Linked DNA regions of Gossypium arboreum: region 2 is linked to region 1. Evidence: chromatin contacts called from public Hi-C data. All regions are on one chromosome and are shown on one strand. Each heading gives the region's core, a stretch centred on a gene start, on an enhancer-like site or on the middle of the called end of the contact. The rest is flanking DNA. Distances are from core to core; before and after follow the strand shown.

The links. Hi-C and Micro-C count contacts between places; a contact is called where the count stands out from the background.
Region 2: a contact with region 1 is called in a Hi-C map of leaf, with 3 times the contacts expected there. The contact joins the promoter of LOC108482343 here to the promoter of LOC108482258 in region 1. A contact is called at or near these places in 2 of 5 Hi-C or Micro-C datasets (both in leaf).

Annotation. Positions count from the first base shown.
Region 1 is chr1:108,523,756-108,530,538 of ASM2569848v2, forward strand. LOC108482258 (probable L-type lectin-domain containing receptor kinase S.7) reads right to left here and starts at 3,837. Exons shown (of 1, transcript XM_017785376.2): 1 at 1,417-3,837. The coding sequence starts at 3,664. The coding sequence ends at 1,688. LOC108483656 reads right to left here. Exons shown (of 11, transcript XM_053030130.1): 5 at 6,362-6,711; 6 at 6,102-6,275; 7 at 5,580-5,749; 8 at 5,390-5,481; 9 at 5,206-5,318; 10 at 4,769-5,077; 11 at 4,527-4,667. The coding sequence ends at 5,278. It overlaps LOC108480388 (poly(A)-specific ribonuclease PARN), which reads left to right. Exons shown (of 7, transcript XM_017783373.2): 7 at 12-1,054. The coding sequence ends at 849.
Region 2 is chr1:108,758,904-108,765,686 of ASM2569848v2, forward strand. LOC108482343 (two-pore potassium channel 1-like) reads right to left here and starts at 3,400. Exons shown (of 3, transcript XM_017785466.2): 1 at 3,243-3,400; 2 at 1,896-2,842; 3 at 1,362-1,810. The coding sequence starts at 2,797. The coding sequence ends at 1,645. LOC108482490 (meiotic recombination protein SPO11-1) reads left to right here and starts at 4,557. Exons shown (of 15, transcript XM_017785626.2): 1 at 4,557-4,731; 2 at 4,850-4,949; 3 at 5,158-5,231; 4 at 5,338-5,439; 5 at 5,672-5,745; 6 at 5,972-5,988; 7 at 6,522-6,591; 8 at 6,678-6,714. The coding sequence starts at 4,677.

The DNA.
Region 1 (6,783 bases), core at 2,587-5,086:
TTAATTTGCAGGTCTTCTAATTGGAACTCTGGAGCCAAGCATGAAGCTGGTTATGATGCTTTTATGACAGGCTGTGTGTTTGCCCAGGCTTGCAGTCATCTAGGCATTGACTTTCAGCTTCATTCTCCTTCTGAAAATCTGACCCAAAATGAAAAGCTGCAGAAGCACATGAACCTTCTATATCTGAGTTGGATTAATGGAGACATTATTGATCTGAGGACTGGTAACCGGTCTGCAGAGTTGTCAGGCTCTAATATGATCAGAAAGCCATATCGAAAGATTTTATTTAAGAACATCCTTTTACTCTGGGGATTCCCTTCAAAACTGAAGCCAAGTATGATAAGAGATTGCATCTGCAAAACCCTTGGTCCTACCTCTGTTATTTGTACATACGGTATAGATCAAACTGCAGTGTTTGTTCAGTTCAGCAAGGCAGAGTTGGTATCAGACTTTTTGAATTTGAAGGAAACTCTAGAGCAAAGTAACGATGCAATTTCTCATTTGCATCCTCTTTCACAACTTCTGGAAGGTGGAAATACCCATGCCGCTAGTTATGAAACTTATAAAGAGATCTGTGCATCACCTATCTCGAAAGTGTTGTTTGCAGATCAAGCAGAGGCTGTTGGCATCAAATGGAAGACCGAATTGTTACCATCTGATAAAGAAGAGAGCCATGACAATACTCGTTCCCATCTAGAAAGTGCAATGGATAGTCCACAGGCTGTTGAAAAATCCAAGTCAAGGAACACCGAGGATGTAGTAAATGATTCATCGAACAAACGGTTTTGTGACGATATCATTGATTCATTTCTTAAAGTTGAAAAGATAAGAAGAACCACTAATTTGTAACTCAAGCTTAAAGCTTAAAGGCAGTTTTGAGCTTTTTTTCCACACTTCATTGTGAATCTGTATGACATTTAGAGTTCTTATACAAATATTAGGATTACTGAGTTGGAAATGAGGATCACATTTTGATGGCAACTTTTAGGCCATCTTCTGTACATTAACAGTTTGCCTATGATGTAAATTAAAATGCTGATTCAATTTTTTGTCACTGGATTCTGATTCATTGTTCCTTTGTTTTAGCTTGATCAACCTTTCTAGATGAATAAACTTACCAGAAGGGATTGCTACAAAAGTATATACATTGTAAGTATTCAATTTTTTGTCACTGGATTCTGATTCATTGTTCCCATGTTTTCTAGCTTGATGAACCTTTCTAGATGAATAAACTTACCAGAAGGGATTGCTACAAATGGAAGTATATACATTGTAAGTATTTAAGCAACCGAAAGCACAAATGAAACCAATTATGAACCCAAGAATCACCTAGCAAAAGCTCTTATGTTAAATAAGATGCTAACATCAGCAAATACATAATGAAAAGGAACATGCCTCCAAGGGCAGTCAAGAACATTTCTCTTCATTTTTCTCATCTTATTAGATGAAGGAACATGATAGATCAGAGTAAGTTTATCTCAAAACTTAGAAATATATTTTCAGGTTACAGCAGAGACCACATAGTTCAATACAGTACTTTTGAACTCAGACTAATGAACTCCTAGTCTCAAAATAAGGAAACTAAATTGAAGTAATACTATAATGTAGGGTCCTAAAACAATCAAATAATTGTGCATATTAGAAATTTAAATCTAACTCTAAGTCAGCTTTGAATTCCTGCTCACCCTCAAGCAGTTGTTTTGCTTTCTTCGTCATCTGAGACAAGGTCTTCAACAGTTAAGCTACAAGAGAAAGTGAGACTTGGTTTCATCTTTGGCACGGGTATAGGATCTGCCTCATTGTTAAGTATCTGAAGGACTCTCCTAATTGAAGGCCTCTCAGCACTATCAGGGTGTGCACAGCTCAAACCTACAAGCAGCAGTTTCCTCATATCTTCCTCCTTGAAAGCCCCATTTAGCCTTGTATCAGCAGCTTCAATGATCCTTCCCTGACCATACAATCCCCACACCCAATCAACCAAATTCACCATTTTCTGGCTGTTTACTTCTCTCTCAATTGGCCTCCTACCACAAGCCACTTCAAGAATAACGACACCGTAGCTGAAAACATCCGTTTTCTCAGTCGCTTTCCCATATTGAAGATACTCAGGAGCAAGGTAGCCCATGGTTCCTGCAGTAAGTGTTGAAACCGGGCTCTTGTCATGATCCCTCAACCTTGCCAATCCAAAATCACCAAGTCTTGGATTAAAGTTGCCATCAAGCATTATATTACTTGTCTTAATGTCTCTGTGAATGACTTGTTGTTCACATTCTTGGTGCAGGTATGCTAAGACAGAGGCCAATCCAATAGCAATATTTTGCCTATGGGACCATGTCAACAATATCCCATTCTCAGGTTCTGGATGAAGCAGCTTATCAAGGCTTCCATGAGGCATAAAATCATAAACAAGTAGCAATTCACCTTTCTCAGCACACCAACCTTGTAGCTGAACCAAATTCTTATGCCTCAAACCAGCTATAATGGACAGTTCAGCAAGGAATTCAGTTTTCCCTTCGTGGGAGTGTTTCGATCTTTTCACCGCTCCGATAGCCCCCGAAGAAAAGAAAACGGCCTTATAAACATTTCCAAATGCACCACGTCCTATGATCCTACTTGAGTGAAACCCTCTTGTGGCTGCATACAACTCTTTGTATCTAAACTCCCTTGGTCCAGTCAAAATCTCTGCTTTCAAACACTTTTCTACTTTCATACCCTTCCATTTCTTCACAGAAACATAACCAAAAACCGCAAGAACCACAAAAAAGAAAGCTGGACCAGCAATACCAAGTCCTAAACCAAACTTCTTATGGTGTTTTTTGGTAGAATTTGAAATAGGAATGCCTGTTATTGCTGATACTGAACTCTCAGATACATTATGAGGATGTGATCTTGATCTCACAGGCAGGAAACCAAAAGTCCTGAAACTCCAATTGTAAATCAAATGAACTTCAGTACTCCCTTCTGTTGAAGCTGAAAAACCAACAAACATATCATCTTTAAGGTAGTGAGACAAATCAATCTCCAGAGATAACAATGGGGTTGGAGGCTTTACAGTTGAATAACTCAAGAAAACATTCAAAACCCTCAAATCATTCTTGTAATCAATCCAAGCAGTAATCAAATTCCCACTCTTTAAATCAATGTTTTGCAACAATGCATCAGCTGTGATGATTGAATCGAGCTCGTTGATATCCAAACCGACATGATTCCCATTGGGATCATTGAACTCGGTATCAAGCTTAGAATCAAATTCAACGGCTAAAAACCTGGTCTTGGTCGGTTGTGAAGAGTTGACAAGACCGAGATACCCACCGGCACTGCCGAGAGTTAGGTTATCAGATGAAAGAAAAAAGGTTAAGCCATCACCAAAAGAGGTTGGGTTGAGATTGTTAATGGAAAAAGAGAAACTTGTTGAGAAAGAAGCAGTGATATTGGATTCTTGATCAAAGAAACGAATTGGGTTTTCATAGATAAGGCTGCCCGAGCTTGAATAAGGAACACCAATCTCCCTGGTGAGGCCTATGAGGCCGCCATTTTTAAGATTGGAATCGCCGAGAAGGGTGAGGTTCCTGACAGTGAAGAAAGGGAAATCAAAGGAGGTGTTTTCAGCTGAGGTTAAGAGAAGAAACAAGGAAACAAGAAGGATCCTTGGCAATGGCAGCATTGTTTTGATTCTTGGACCGGAAAAGGAACAGTCGAACAAGAAGCTCTTGAATTGTTTACAAAACACAATGCATGAGAAAGAAAGAGGGAAACGTGGTTTAAACGGTTAGAAAATAGGCGCCTGTGGGGCTTTAAAGAGAGACACAATGACGGTCTTTTTTTTTTAATATATATAATATTTAGTTTAAAATAATCGTGTATTATTGTATAACGGTTAGGAAGGTTGAAGGTGGCTTATATATTCGCCATGGCGGAAACGGTGTAGTTTTATTATAGATTTGACAGAGTAGAGAAATGAAAAAGGGATTTCTTTTTTTTTTTGGAATGGGGTTTTGAAAAGTGACCGTTTTTAAGGTGATTGGGGGCGTATATGTTGGACTGGTGAATTCTGACAGCCATGTGACTGAATTCCCTTTCTTTCTTTAAAGCCGAGCAAGTTCACATTTGACCCAATAATGATGAATAGACCCAACTCCTATATATATATATTGGTGATAATACAGACCCAACCCCTATAATATAATTGATGGGGTTTGAATAGAATAGAATAGATAACAATTCAAATATATATTATAAACTCTTTCAAATATATATCATTTTATTTTGTTTCAAGATATACAAGTGAAAAAGTAAAAAGAAAATATAAATTTATAAAATGGAAAATGAGTGGAAAAAGATTTGAATATAAACTTTTAAACTTTTGGGTGAAATCAGATTCCGAAGGGATATATTCTTTCGTTTTTAAAGTTAGATTTTCTTTATGCAACTCAAACGGCAACATAGAAAGTGGATCAGAATTGGTGTCAGCTTGAAAAAGAAAGGAGGCCGTGCCAACTAAGCCGACAAAACAATGAAATCTGATATTATTTTGGAAATCAATAATATGATTGGGTCCAATTCCAAACCTTAACCCAAATCCAAATCCACGTCATTGAGCCGTTACACGAATAGAAAATTTTAAGGTTGCGATGCTCCAACATCATCACATCACATGTTCATTCTGCCTAAAAAATAAAAACCATTATCAGTGGTATAAGAACTGAGATATTACACCAATGGATTTCAAAGTACAACCAAATAAACAATTTCAACATTCTTCTCCCACCTTTAGTGCTTATAAAGGTCCAAGAACTATTCATTTTGGGCCTCTCTAGGCTTCAAATTATAAGACATTGCTATCATCGCAACTGCTTCCATGGAGCTCAGTTTATTCACTGTTTTGTATCATTAAACAGTGAGAGACTGGATTAGAAGAACAGTCATTAGCATATTGGCGACTTGGAATTTTGCCAGGTGTAAAACAGTTAGCATAACTGATGCCGGCACAACTACCATTTACATCATTTGTCACATTTTTCTTTTAGTTTTTAAAATCTCCTGCTTGTTACTCTTCCAAGAAGTCTCTCTACTCGCTCTGCCACAGCAAAAGAAGCAACAATTTCATTAGAGGGGAGGGTTTTAGGAATAAACATTATTTAAAACATTTTTTATAAAGTGCTAGTTGCCTTAAAAATGGTAGTCAAAACTGAAGAGACGGTGTACCTTTCTATTCATAGAAGAGCTGTCATTGAGTCGGCCGAAGATACTACGGTTTTCAAAACTGTACCATTCAATCTAACTCACTCGATATTGCTGGAGCTTTCTTGGCAAGAGAACTATTTAAGAGAACGACTGTTAGTCCAATTGACCGACATGGTACAAGATTTATGGTTTTTATGATAATCACCTTCAGAAATGCTACAAAAGCTTCCTGGGGGGAATATTACTTCTGGATCTAACCGTTGCTGGGAAGCGACAACAAGAGCCACACGATTTTTACTGCAAAAATCACCAAGAGTCAAACATCATAATCATCATTATGGAATGGTGCATGTGTTCCACGCCAGATTTTAGGATGACCAAACTAAGTCACATACCTGGCCCATGATGGAACAAATTTGTTGTTCGGTTCATCATCGTCTTCATCTTCATCGTCAGAAACCTTGTATGGCGAAATATCATATGATTGTTCCTGGCTTGTATCTGCAATCAGGCTATTGTTCCCTCTTCTTCTATCCATGGTGCTCATTTCAGTCTCCACATCATGCTTGAATAAAAATAAATATATTAACAGACATTCAATTAGTAAAAGAAACATCCAAGAGATGGTTTAGGTTAAGCTGGTATTAATATAGCAAGTAATCCAAGAGATGATTCCATCAGTCTGCTGCAAATTAACCTAAACACTTGGATAAGAAAATCTCACTGCAGACGTTGCTTTCTCTTTTGCGTTTTTACATGGTGAAAAACATATGTTATACCTTCTCAATACAAGCTGAGATAATACTTTTAGCATTTTCTCCATCATAAGACAACACGCTCCAATCCAGATGGTTTAGCAATAAAGAGACCTAACATTTAGTTGAATATAGCAGTAATACCGCTAAAAAGAACTTTACCTTTGTATTGTTTTCTTCAATAGCTGTGCATGCCTTTACAGAAGTTGAAGCAACAGCTGTGCTAAATTCCATCTCTGACTTTTTTCCTTCATTCCCGCCTGCTATTTCTTTTTGCACTTTCTTATGTTTTGCTGCTTCATCACTAGGACCCTTCGTTGTTTGTGCTCTCTCATCCTAAAACAGAGATCCAAAGTTAATGCCATTCTACAGAAAGGCAAACTTAAAATACAATATCTCCTTTACAACATAAGGGAGTTTACCGGGGCTTGGCACTTTTCTTCATTCTCATCCTTCTTTGAACGCAACTTCTCTTCAGGAGCACGCTGCTGCCTCCGTGTTTCATCCATATGTTTTCTCTTTCTCTCTTTCGCCAACCTTTCTTCTTCTTCCCTCTGTCTTTTCTTAGCAGCCATATCAGCCTCTTTTTTCTTCCGTTCTTCTTCTTTCTTTTTCTTCTCAAGCTCCAACTGCCTCAAATTTTCTTGCTCCAACCTTGCTCGTTCAAGTTTTAAGGCCTCCTTCTTCATCTTTCGATCGTTCTCTTTCTTTTCAGCAAGTTTTTTTGCAGCTTCAGCAGCCTCTAGAGCCTTCACTTTAACATCCCTCTTCCCTAAAAGAATTACAGAAAATTTAAAGCATCTGCATGATCTATATGTAGTAGTTTTCATAAAATTCTGTGAAG
Region 2 (6,783 bases), core at 2,150-4,649, 230 kb after region 1:
AAATTTAGGATTTTATTAATTTAATAACAACTAATGTGGGTTCAAATTCTACGATATGCATATTTTTATTGATTTTGTTAAAATAAAAGACTAAAATACCCTTGAATAATATAACTTATTTTTATTGGTGACCTGTTGAGAGTGACGCCAACTTAATAAAACACTTAATAAAAAGTAAGTATAAATACAACTAATGAAGATAATAGCTTGTGCATATTAAAATAAAAATGTATAATATATATCAAAATGAAGTTTTGGTTAAGTGATAAATTTCATTTTGTTAAAACAAAAAGACTAAAATACCCTCAAATAGTATTACTTATTTTAATTATAGAAGGGCATTTCTATCATTTCTTAACCGAGTTGGCGGCTCAGTGAGAGTGACCCCAACTTAGTAAAACATTTAATAAACATCGATAGAGATAATAAATTGTGTATATTAATATATATGTATATATATATATATACATCAAAATGAAGCTTTGGTTGAGTGGTAAATTTTATCAAGGGTTAAATAACTATTTGGGGTTTAAACTTGGTAACTTTCTCTATATTGGGGTTTGAACTTGATAAATTTTCCCAAGGTCTGAACAAAAGTTATCAAGTTGAAACCCCAAAATATGGTTGAACCCTTTTATTAATCCAATAATTAACACGAGTTCAAATCTCACCATGTGCATATTTTTATTAATTTTTGTTAAAATGAAAAGACTAAAATAATTACAGATAATATTTTTATAATTTTCTTAATTAAGTTGGTGATTAGGTTAAAAGTAATGTCAACTTAATAAAACACTTAATCAATAATATGGAAATAAGTTAACACGTTGACTCACATTTTAAAAATATAACGAGATTGTAAAATAAAAATAAAAAATAAAAGAATATTTCAGAAAAATGATTTATTTGAAAAATAATCCGTAAGAATAAATATGTGAACTAATTATTTCTAGAACATCATTTAAATATAAAGCATACACCATGAATATAAAATGTAAATTTAAAAAAAAAAAACAAATCTAAAATTTAAAAACAAAACAAATAACTTTGAAATTTATTTTTAGAAAGTTAGCCACGTGTTGAGCAATCAGCCATTAGAGATTTTTTTTAATGTAGAGTCAACACGTGGCCATTTTCTTCTCATAGAAAAGGAGCATAAAAACTAAGTGATTGTATCCATTGACCCGTCATTAGCTAATAACCCAAAAATCAATTAGCAAGCCATCATAATTCATACCATTGCCCACTAAAGTCCATGACATATGTCAAACAAAGATTAAATTAGGATTGTTTTTAATTAAACACCTTTTTTATTTTATTTTATTCAAAAGTTATGAGAAACAAATAAAGAAAAAAGTGGATGTTTTAATCAGAACTGTTTGATTGGATGCCTTCACACAAGGAGGAACTTTAATCATCAAGCCTTCGTACATACATTTCTGACCATAAAAAGTTCAGAAAACTTCCATAACTAGTAGGCTATTACTTGTTATTCATATACACAGAGGAAAAGAGGTTCAATTCAATAACTCAAAACAGCCATCTATAAATGATTAAAAGTTGGTATTACAGGTTTAGAGAATAGCTCTAAGATTAACATCATTCACCTCCTTCCTCCGATAGATGTCGTTATATGTCATGTTGCTATGAACTCCTGGTTTCAACAGATTGAGCTAGAGCTATATCAGATACTGTCAAGGTCCCAGACTGGTCCAAGTCTAGTTCCTCGAATTCCTCCATTATAACTGAAATATCCTGTTGGCAAATCTTCCCCATTTCTTTAAGTTTGAATAGAACAAACTCAGCAGCTCTGCATAAAATAAAGCCACTAACACGTTGAGCTGATAAAAAGAAAGCATTAGGAAACAAGAAAGATAGCATCTGCAAATCCTTACTCAACAACTCCATCATTATCAAGATCAGCAGCCTCCAAATCTAAACTTGTCGTTCTTCGACTAAGAACCCATTTCACCAGTGCTCTTTGTCTGTTCTCTGTGTTTACCTCAGCAACGTAGAGAAAAAACTTAGCCACGCATATAGTGCCTGTTAATATCCAAAACACAGCAAAAACACGACCCCCTTTGCTTGAAAAGCTTATATCTCCATACCCCAAGGTTGTAATGGTAGAACAAACGCAGTAGAATGCATCGACTAGGTCCAATTTCTCTACTTTATATAGGAAGATGGTACCAGTTACTACAAACACGACAAGAAGGATCGATGTTGTGTAAAACTTGTATTTCACCCTGTTATGCTCAACCTCCTTTAGAACCTCAATTTCACCATCTATTTTGTACATATGTAACGCTCTAAACAGCAATTTTTCTTGCTTCTCCACCAAGTAGTCAGCAGCTTTGGCCAGTATAAGTCCAATTAGCGCCATTCCTGTGAAGACAAAAGCACAGGCTAGTAGTTTTGCTAGGTTGCTGTTAGGAACAAGGTCTCCATATCCAACAGTGGTCATTGTAACAACACAGAAATAAAGAGCATCAAGAATTGCATTTGTTTTCTTCCCTTTGATTTGGTTCCTGATTGTATAAAAGCAAATTGTGCCTAAACCCATGTATACTATTACCGTCAAAGACAGTGCTACCTTCTTAAGAGTTGGATTAAGTCGCCCGAAAATAGACTCGGAACGTAGAAGTGCATCATCATCTCCATTAGCATCAGTAGGAACAAAATGTGCTAAAGGGGCACTTCGAGCACGTCGAACCCTCCTTTTCTTTGGTCTATCCACATTGCTGGTTTGAGTTTTGAGAGTCACCGATCCCGATACCAAAGGCTGGTTTGAGGCCATTAGGAAGGTTCAGCAGAAACAAGTAACTACTCACTACCAGGAACTCTGCAATATTCAGAAAATTAAAGTAAACCAAGTGATCAAATTTATGTGTCATGAAGTAGACGACTTGAGTCAAGGGACAAGGGGCTCTTATGATGTTCTTAAAGTTTGTTTCAATTACAAATAAATTCATCCCAATGCAGTTGATGTTCTTAAACCAAACCTGAAATTTCACTCCATAAATCCCTTTATCACTGATCACTGAAGCATCCCGAAAACAAAGATGGAAGAACAGTAAGTAGCTAGTAGAACCAAAAGTGAAACTTGGGATTAATGACTCCAATGTGAAAGATTCAGGACTGGCCAAGATCTATGAGACCTTTTATAAGTTTAAAGCTCATATTTTTCATACAAAGCTGAGAACCAAAGCTGAAAATAATACAAAGTATTATTGGAAACTTACCTTAGAATTTGGTAGAAGATCCAATCCGAAGTTTCTATCAGTGGAGTGCTGATGTTTTGTCGCTACTTTTTAGCTAAAACTTAGCTGAGCGTCTGATTGGTTGAAGGAGAAAGATAGAGGTTTAATTATGGGACGCTAACAGAACCTTGTTTTATGTGGAGGATTGCATTTTAAATGTATCCTAGTGTATTTATTATTTGTGGGAAACCGATGGGATGGGATCTGAGTATTTAAAACACACATTACTAGGTATGGGTGCTCGCAAATTCAACCAACGTTTGTCGTTTCATTATTAATATATAAATATATTACTTATCTGTACTCCCTTAAATTGATCTCCTGTTATGAAGTTAAACTCACCACACACCGGATTGTCTTATGTTTGCTCGAAGAATGAATATCACCCACATGTTTGTTCTTGATCTCATTTATGTGTTCTTTTAATATTATTGTTTTACTCAAACCTCTATTACATGATTGCAGGATTTTATTGACTAGATTCCATTATAACGGGAGACCACTTATTGTGTCGACGCTATGGCTCGAGCTAAAAGTGTATTTAATCTAGGCTCTTGTCTAATGTTAGGACCGCTAATGAATTTTATGTAATTAAAATTTATGGTAAACTATTAAAATAGTTATTTTGTTTCCCTCAAGTTATATTTTAATAATTTATACTTGAAATGTTACGTCTTAACCACTTACGTTAACATGTTGTAATATTTTAATTATTAAACCGTTAATTGCCATGACCAGTATAACGGTAAGCTGATGTAACACATTAAATCATCATTCTAAATAAAAATTTTAGGTTAAATTGTACAATTGGATCCCATATTTTGTTGTTTTGAGTAATTTAATTTTTTCCTTTTATGTTCTTTTAACTTTCCTTTTTTTTTTAGTTTTCTTTTGTTTCTCTCCCTATTTTCCTCCCTTCTCCATCTCTTTTAATGTAAAAGAAAAAATTAAATTGCTCAAAACGAAAAAAATATAAGGACCAATTGTATAATTTAACTTAAAAGTTTTGTTTGAAAAGATGATTTAACGTGCTACGTCAGCTTACCGTTACACTATTAACGGCAATTAACACTCAGTGACTAAAATGTTACAATATGATAACATAAGTGACTAAAACGTAATATTTCAAATATAAGTGACTAAAATGTAATCTGAGACAAACAGAAGTGACTATTTTAAAATTTACCCGTTGTTAAAACCGACTCTATTAGTACTCCTCTGTATGACCCGGTATATTTAAATAAATTTCTCCCCTACGATAAAAAGGAATGACCCTGATTAATTAAAAGAGAGCTCAAAAGAAGGCGTAACAAAACCGACAACATTGGGTCCGACCCGAATAGAAAACAAATCTTACGACTATAAATACTCCTATTTTTTAAACTTCTCAAATCCAAAAGCAGAAAGAAAAAAAAAATGGAGGGAATTCACTCAAGTACTCGCTCTAGAGATCTGCTAAGAAAAATAAAAGGTTTTTCGTTAACCAAATCTTCAATATAATTATCTGGTTTCCAAATTTCTTTGATTCTTTCCTTTCTTTTTGGTTAATTTTCTCTGAAAATTCAAAATAACCTTTCCTTTGTTTGCAGAGTTTACGCTGTCGATCTTGGAGGATTTGAGCGAAGGACGATCTCCGTTGATTTTCATCCAAAGCTTCAGAACCTACTGCACCAATCTTGATTCAATTTGGTTTGAAATAAATTTTACGTTTTTTTCCTTCTTGAATTTATGCGTTCTTTTATTCTCGTTTTGCGCGAGCTTATCTAATCTAAATATGAGATTTAATAAGAATATTTGTTAATTGTTTTGCAAATATTCTTTAATTTGAATTATCTTTTTGAGAGAGAAAAAGAAAAAAGGAAGGTTGAATACATTGCTAGTACTGTGTTGAATGCAGCAGTTGCAGATTTAATAAGCCCAGTGGGCATGAAGTTCTTACATTTCAGAAGGAAAGCCACGTCCATAGAATTGGTATTTAAGTTAAAAAAGTTGCTTACATTTCGATTTCCAGATCTTTTTTTTCTATATTTGACTTTCAAGTGGAAAAATTTTATTTGTTGGTTTTAATCTTTTTCAGATGTGTTATTGAGGGTGTTATTGATAGTTCAACAACTTCTTCAAGAAAACAAACATGCGTCAAAGAGAGATATATATTACATGCATTCATTATTATTTTCAGGTCCAATTTCGTTACTGCATTGAAAGATCTGCTTGTTTGAATCAGAGGACAGGGACTTGTTTAGACGTTGTTCTTACTTCTCTACTGTTATTGGTGACAATTTGCTCAATTCTATTGATTTGCAATGATCTTTGCTACTTCAGAGGACAGTGATGACAATTCTGTTTAACTTGTGCAATTTAAAGATTTAATACACTTTTCTTTTGGGGGTTGTTCATGTATTGTGATGCAGATCAGTCTGTTGTAGACAGAGCAATTAATGACATATGCATCCTTCTGCAATGCAGTCGGCACAATCTAAACGTGGTTGGTAACCTGTACTGTTAATGAGAAATGTGGGGTGGGTAGAACATATAGTAGAAGTTAGAAAGAGACATTAAAATTCTAATCTCATGTATCACATTCCAGAGTTGACTTTCTTCTGCTAGTTTTTGTACGCACAAAAAAGAAGGCTCTGAAACTTTAGAGATATCTAAACTAGTGAATAGAGATCTACTTTATTCGAGACATTTGACACATATTCTTTTGGCAGGTTTCTGTTGGAAATGGGTGAGGAAGACTGAAGAAACTATATAACATGTTTCTGGCAAATTTATCTTCAAATAATGCATTTCAAGTTCTTTAGTCATTCAATTTATGTATGTTATTGATTAGTAAATGCTAGGCATTTTCGTTCCTTGGTCATTAGTTCGAGCTGTTAGCATGTCAAACATGAGTTGTTTAAACCTTAGAATTTGATAAGTTAAATGAGTTGTCGTAAACTGAATGAACCATTCCTGTACACTTGTTTGCAAAAATCTGAAGTAACTTATGACAGTGAGATCTATTGCGCAATTTTATCAGTATTTCATTGACTAACAGAGGTAAAAATGGGCTCAAGAACTGATGGATAGTGAACTGGTTATAATGGTTAGATAAATAAATAAAAGGTAGCTGCCTGTTTCGACTTACTTTCAGCTGGAAGCCTTTGTTTCATTCATTTAATTTTGGAGTCAGCTTTTATCACCATTGTCTCATTGCTCATATTTGCCTTTCTCAAAGATTAATTATTCTGATATCTATCTTTTTTATAACTGTTATAGGTTGGTAATGGGATGGTTAAGGTTCTTTGAAGCTGGAAGGAAATTTGATTGCATAAATGGCCCCAACAGTGTAAGAATGGGAGAACGGTCTCCGAGTTCATGGCATCATAGATATCTAATTCATTTTTTATATGTTGGTATCTATTTCAAATGCAGGCCCATACAATTCCTGTGCTTGTTGAGGATGTTAAAGGTAACTAATAAATGTTAAGCTAAGGATAATATTTATAACTATCACATATGAGCAAGAAGATGAATGTCG